Linked DNA regions of Gossypium hirsutum: region 2 is linked to region 1. Evidence: chromatin contacts called from public Hi-C data. All regions are on one chromosome and are shown on one strand. Each heading gives the region's core, a stretch centred on a gene start, on an enhancer-like site or on the middle of the called end of the contact. The rest is flanking DNA. Distances are from core to core; before and after follow the strand shown. Region 1 has its middle 8.0 kb from the start of LOC121215467. Region 2 holds the start of LOC107950120 (nuclear pore complex protein NUP98A).

Evidence for each region. A called contact is a pair of places that touch in the nucleus more often than the background predicts.
Region 2: a Hi-C map of leaf shows a contact between it and region 1, with 5 times the contacts expected there. The contact joins the promoter of LOC107950120 here to the enhancer-like site in region 1. A contact is called at or near these places in 6 of 34 Hi-C or Micro-C datasets (hypocotyl and leaf).

The regions. Positions count from the first base shown.
Region 1 is chrD03:36,031,382-36,034,749 of Gossypium_hirsutum_v2.1, reverse strand. No RefSeq gene overlaps it. Among protein-coding and RNA genes, the nearest start is that of LOC121215467, 8.0 kb to the right of the region's middle. Within about 2 kb of position 1,554, at least 4 of the 9 cell types and tissues checked have an H3K27ac peak or open chromatin away from gene starts, as enhancers often do. A contact at or near this core is called in hypocotyl and leaf, where this site is marked.
Region 2 is chrD03:36,241,971-36,245,338 of Gossypium_hirsutum_v2.1, reverse strand. It overlaps LOC107950120 (nuclear pore complex protein NUP98A), which reads right to left and starts at 1,505. Exons shown (of 14, transcript XM_016884882.2): 1 at 1,329-1,505; 2 at 1,161-1,214; 3 at 763-825; 4 at 1-233. The coding sequence starts at 781.

The DNA.
Region 1 (3,368 bases), core at 305-2,804:
AAATTTCATTGTATTGAGACGTAAGTTTCTAGTAGGATAATAAGTTGAAAATAAAAGGATTCATTGCAATCAATTCCGAAACTAAGCAGTGAATCACTTGGTTACCACTTAGGTTGGCAGGCACTAACGAAATATTTCTTGAAAAATTGTGCATCCTCCAAAAACATCCCCGAAGTCGACAAATCCAAACCAGCCTTGTTCATCTTTGAAACTAGCCATAGGCATCAATTGAAGCATCACAATATTCAACTAATATCAAACTGGCTATAATTATAAGAGAGAAGGAATAATGACTTCTTTAGTCCTCCAACTTTATAGAAAAAGTCATTTTAGTTCTTAATTAAGTTTTTCTTTTATCTTTTTTAGCCTTTAAATTTGTGTTTTTATCAAATCACCTCAAAATGGATGAAAATGTTAACTTTTTTTAACTTTGTTGATGTGACATACATGTGGCAATCCACATGTATGTCATATCAACATTTAATTAAAATTTTAAAAATTCAAAAAATTATTTTTTAAAAATTAAAAATCAATAAAATTATTTAAAAAGTATAAAAATCATAAATAAATTAATTAAATACTGACATGTCATCCACGTGTATTTCACGCCAATAAAATTAAAATACGTTAATTTTTTTATTTATTTTAGAGTGATTTGATAAAACAATTTAGAATTAAAAAAACGAAAAAATAAATAGAGGGCTAAAATGACTTTTTCTATAAAATTTGAGGGCCTTGAGAAAATAAGGCTGCGGTCCAGCAACCTAACCCAATGCATCAAAGAAAATGTTTGGGGTGGTGGGTTTTAAGCCTTCTGTTCCATAACGAACAGGGTTATTGAGAACAAACCCCCTAATCACTTGAAGCCCTGCAAGTTCACTTTTTTATATTCGTATCAGCCCATTAAGCTCGTAGCTTCATGGGGATGTATACACCTATCCATTTGCACATAGCCCACACTCATTATTTTTGTCTTATATCGTCTGACAAACGTATTTAAAATAAAAAAGCTTCATGTGGAAAAACCTTGAAAAACAAACAAAGAATGGTTACTGTGAAGAAAGATCATTTATCTCTCATTTACTACAGTGGTACCACAAAAAGCTAAGGTTTTGAATACCCAGTTGGGAAGTACAAGGACAGCCCATGCAAAAAACCAAAACCAAGGCTAAAAAGTAACTACTCATCCAAGTAGGGGACCCCTAACTCACTGTGCCAACACACAACCGAATACCCCCAGTGCAAGCAGTTTCTCTCTTTTCCTCTCACAAGAACAAAAAAAAATGGTCCATCCCCATCTCATCATTATTGCATTACAAGAAGAAGAACAAGAACAAGTTAGAAGATGCTATTGCCATTTGCCAGTCACATGGCAAAAGGGGAAAAAAAATTGCAGGAGGAGGGTGAGTGAAGAGTGAAGACAAAGTAAAGTTGTAAAAGGAAAAGACACAAGAAAAGGAAGATAGCAGGTGGAATAGACATACACATATACAAAGGAAGTGATCCCTTAGCTTTCTGGGTAGCCGGCATTAATTGAGGGAGAGCCAAGTGAAGGACAAAAGAAAGAGAAAAAAACACTGAGCCCCTATGACATCCCCAGGTATGTCAGAAACCTGCAGTTAGCCCCACCTCTTCCCTTTTGCTTATGTTCTGTAAATATATATACACATTTACTAGCCCTATGCATAAAAATATATAAGAATATATTGGAGTTGTCCCTTTAGTCTTTACGGCTGTTGTGGACCCAATGAGTTGTTGCTGTCAAACTCCATCTCTATATTTCACTATAGTTGCAGTGGTTTTATGGGATCAGCTGCCACCCTTTTGCACTGTCATTGTTAATGCTCTGTCTACACAAAAGATTAAATCATTAAATAAAATTCATTAAGTAATCAAATTCCACCCATCATTCCATGGAGGAGAGGATTGAGTTAATTAGAGCCGTGAAATGATTGATATTTTGGATGAGAATAGGCAGATAATAAAATCTACTTTACAAGACGCATGGAATATGGAATGTTAAGGGAAAAGCAAGGGAAGCGTGCCTATTCGCTTCACTTTCTCTTTTCTCTTTTGCTTCCTCTTTAGTTTTTCACCATGGGAAAAGTTTTCCCACAACAACGTCATTGCTATGGTAATTTAGATCATGTTATTATTTATTTTTACAAAGGAAAATGTAGCTCATTGGAAAGTTCTCAAAATTCACGCATAACATGTTGGAAGTAAACGTGGATAGTTGTTACTTAATTTTATTTTAATATCCCGTTCAAATTCCGTTTTGTTCTCCATGCCTACTTGGACTTGGTATATTATGGCCAGCTGTTGAAACAAATTATGTTCATTTAATGTCAAATCAACTCAAGTTTGGCTTGGATTTTGTGTTTACTTCGGTGTACACGACTCAATTTTTTTAATAGAAGTAGCATAAATGACTTAATTTGTAAATATATATTTTTTAATTATAGTAATTTAATCCATGTTAGGTTCGAAACGGTAATCTTTTTCATCAATTATACATGTTAAAGTTTGTGACTTAAGTTCATGTTAAAGAAATAAAATACAGTGATAAAATAAGGAGATCTGTGAGGGCGACCCGACCCTCGCGATACGGTACAAGGTGCATAAGCGGAATTCGTCGAGAAGTACACTTCTTCTATTTGATATTAATTGTGCAAGTAGAACCCGTATAGAACCTCTCTCCTTCTATTTGACATCGATTAGAATAAAGTTTTTCAACCTATAAATAGAAATAGACCAAACTCCTCTTATATCATTCTTATTTCAACATTAGTGAATTTTTTTTCCTCTGCCTGTGGTTTTTCCCTGAAAGCGTTTCCACATAAAATCTGTGTGTTCTTATTTTTTCTTTCTTTTTGCTTTGCGATCGTTCTACATTGCCATTATCAACGTTCATTTTTTACAGTACATTTTTTATATATAATAACAAATTTAATCCTCAAAGTTTACACATTCTATCAATTTGATCTTGATTTAACAAATTTAGCCCGTAACACTTCCACATTTTATCAATGTTTTTACATAATATATAAACATCAAGGGCTTAATTTGTTTTTATATCAATCAAAATTATATAAAATTGACAAAAAATATTAATGTTTTGATTAATTGTCCTTAATTTCTCACTTTCAAAATTGACAAGGACTAAATTACTTCAATTTTTTTTTGAGAAAGATTAAATTACTTAATATTGAAATTGAAAGGGGTCGAAGAGTGTTTTTACCAATTTGTTAATAATAACAATAATTTAATGATTAATGTGATGAAATTAAAAGTTTTCAGCATACATGAAAGTTGATTTTTTTTTTAATAATTAAGGTGTAGGGGGTAAAGAGATATTAAAAAATATT
Region 2 (3,368 bases), core at 256-2,755, 210 kb before region 1:
AAAAGCTGGAGATGAAGAGGCACCAAAGGTGGTTGTTGAGGAGAAGGGAGAAGAAGATTGGGCCGCACCAAACACTCCAGTAGAAGTACCTCCAAATACCGAACCCCCTGTTTGGGAACCAAAAGGGTTTGGACTACCGAAGGAAGGTTTAGGTGCAAATGGATTGCTACTTGCACTGGTCTGCCCAAAAACAGATTGGGATGCAAATGGGCTACTTGATGATTGCCCAAAAGCTGTTTAAAGAGTTTCTGACAGTTAACTTAATTGTCCAAAAAGATTCATAAGTAATAACAAATTTATTCTAAAAACCGATGAAGTGTAAAGCAGGTTAAAGGTATATATATATACACATATATATATAGCAAATAACAGAGAATGAATATTGACCGGTAACAGTTACCAAGGAACAGAACACCAACAACATACTGGTAAACACTTTTGGTGTGATGAAGTGCAGTAGTATTTTATAAATAAATAAAAAAAAAAAGGCAACAATGAAGGAAGAAGAATAAGAAGATAACAATGATCTGTGCATATCACGGATGCAACATGTAAATGCTTCTTGCATAATTAAGCTAATCTTCAATCTGAAAACCAATCAAACTCCTGAATTTCACAATGGCTTTATAAAAGTTAAAAGCACGAGCTATTACTTTTAAAAAGGAACGGAAGAAATTATGCATTCATCGAAACAACAGCTCAACATGTAAAATCAGAATATGATTTCAACGGGAAAGAGTGAAAGGTAAGAGAAAGTCTCACGATTAGTTGTACCAAACATCTTCGTCTACGTAGTTATTTACTCCACAGGTCCTTGATCTCAAACTGAGAAAAGAAAACGAAGCAGAAAGCTGATTTAAACAAACATGGAAACTAGAACCAGTAATGAATAAATAAATTCAACTAAATCCATGCTGAAACTTGAATTAATATTGCGAAAAATAAATCAAATGCGGCAAACGTGATGCCCCGAACCAAACTCGGGATCCGTTTCTTCAATCAAAAGAATCAATCATTCAGTACCGATTAAAAAGGCGTTTCAACCGTTTCATTTAATTTTATCCCTCCAATTCATTTACTTAAAACTAAATACACAGGCACATATATATAAAAATAAATAGTCAAAGATGGAAAGAGGGAAAGAGGGAAAGAAGATATACCGGGGAAAAAAAAGGTGTTCAATAGCTATTATATGTACTTTCCAATTGTGAAACCTGTTATTAAAGATGACCAAAAAAAGAAAGAACCAGCATGTATTATGAAGCAGTTTATGCAGTGGAAGTGCGAGTGAGAAAAGATGATAAATTAGGGTTTGGGAGAGGGGGAACCTTTTAGGACGGATCTGAATCGGGAGGTTTGTTTATTGCGTGGGAAAATCAGAATAGAAAGGGTGTGAAAGAAGAAGGGAGAGAAGAAGACCCACGATGGCCAAAACAACCAAACCAAGCGGAAATCATACCGGGAGCAGGAGAGAAGCTTTGTAGGATCGGGTGATCCACGTAGCATTGTTAGTTTGTTTAACCGGAAAAAGACATTATTTAGTGTCTAAATTAGTAAAAATTGAAAATTTTAATTTTCATCCAACTAAAACTCTATTTTGACATATTTATATATTTTTATTTTAATTATATACATTTTATTATTTCTATCAATTATATATTTCTATTAACTGTGTATTTATATATTTTTAATTTTTATACACAAACTCGTGTGATACGATATCTAATATTAAATTTATAAATTTTTATAATATTAATTTTTGTTTAAAGTTTTTAAAGTATTATTTGATAAATTGAAAATTTAAGTATTGAAAATTTAAATACTAAATTTAAACTATAAATTTTTTTGAAATATTACTTAAAATTAATTATGGAATATAATTAAATTATTTAATAAATATATTTTTTAAATTATAAAAAATAAAATTTTACGTTTTAGCCTTAATTTTTAAACATTTCACTTTATTCTAAACAAAAATCAAATTTTAAAGTAAAATTGTTACATAATAATATAATATTAAAATAAATAAAATAAAATAGAATTAATTGAAAATATTCTCCATTAAGTTTTAAATAGTTCTTATTTACTTATTATTTATCACACTTTTTTATGTAAAAATTCTATCAGATTTTATTTTGAATTATCATACATCATAAAATATTAAATTTCAATTGATTTAATTTTTTTCAATAATCTATCAAATAAGGTCTAATTTAGAATTAGTTATATTAATGTTATTTAATTTTAAAATATTTAATATTAAATAATATAAAAATTCATCTTGAATATTAATATTAATATATTATAATTTAAATAATATTATTAATAATTTCTTACAAGTTATTCATTTTATGTATATGGATAAATTAATTTATTTTAATGTTAAAATTGTTAAAACTATAATTTTGTATTTATGTTTGCTCTACTTTAATTTGTAATTAACTCTTATTATATTTGAAAAATATAAATTTTATTTGATAAATTTTATTAATATGTATTTTTTAAAACTATATTTTAAGGTTAACAATTTAACATTCATTAAATTTAATATTATAAAACTTAAAATTAATTCAATTAAGTAAAATCTTAAAATAAAGTGATAATTTATTTAAAATCAACTTTATATTTAACATATAAAAAATTAGAAACAAAAAATTTAAATAAAATGCATGAATAACTTAAAAGATTAAAAGACAAAGGAATAAAAAAATAGTTTATCCAATTTGTAAATAAGTGTTTCAAATGGAGAATACTATGTGTTAAAAAAAATTGTAATGTGAAAATCACTATGTATTTTCTTTTTGTAACCTCATATTGCTATGTGTGTATATATATATGATTAGATAATTTTTTAATTTAAATTAAAAAAATCATATTAATCTCTCGATTTAGTATTTTTTATACATGACATTTTGAAATTATAATGTGTTATCATTTAGTTTTTTTTAAATTATAATTTTTAAATGATGTAACACAATATTAAAATATCACATCAAGACATTAGAATATTAATTGAGAAAATGATAAGTTGAAATATTAATATGGAGAAAAAAACTCAATTATCTATAGATAATGTATTTTTTTAGAGTATGTTTGAAAATGAATTTTATTTTAAAATTTGGATGGAGTTTTTAAATCTTTTAAAAATAATTTGGTTTTAATATTTATTTTTGATTTATAAGATAAATTGATTATAATTATGAAGAACGGATACAGATAGAGAAGAATGAATTTTAAATTCAAAAATGGTGCGAAGAGTGTGCCCAAAGCCAGAGGTTGGATTTAATAATAAAACCTGGTTCTCTAAATTCAGGCAATTTACCAATAAAAGTTTTTTTTTTCAAAAATTATTGAAATGGGCCCATTAT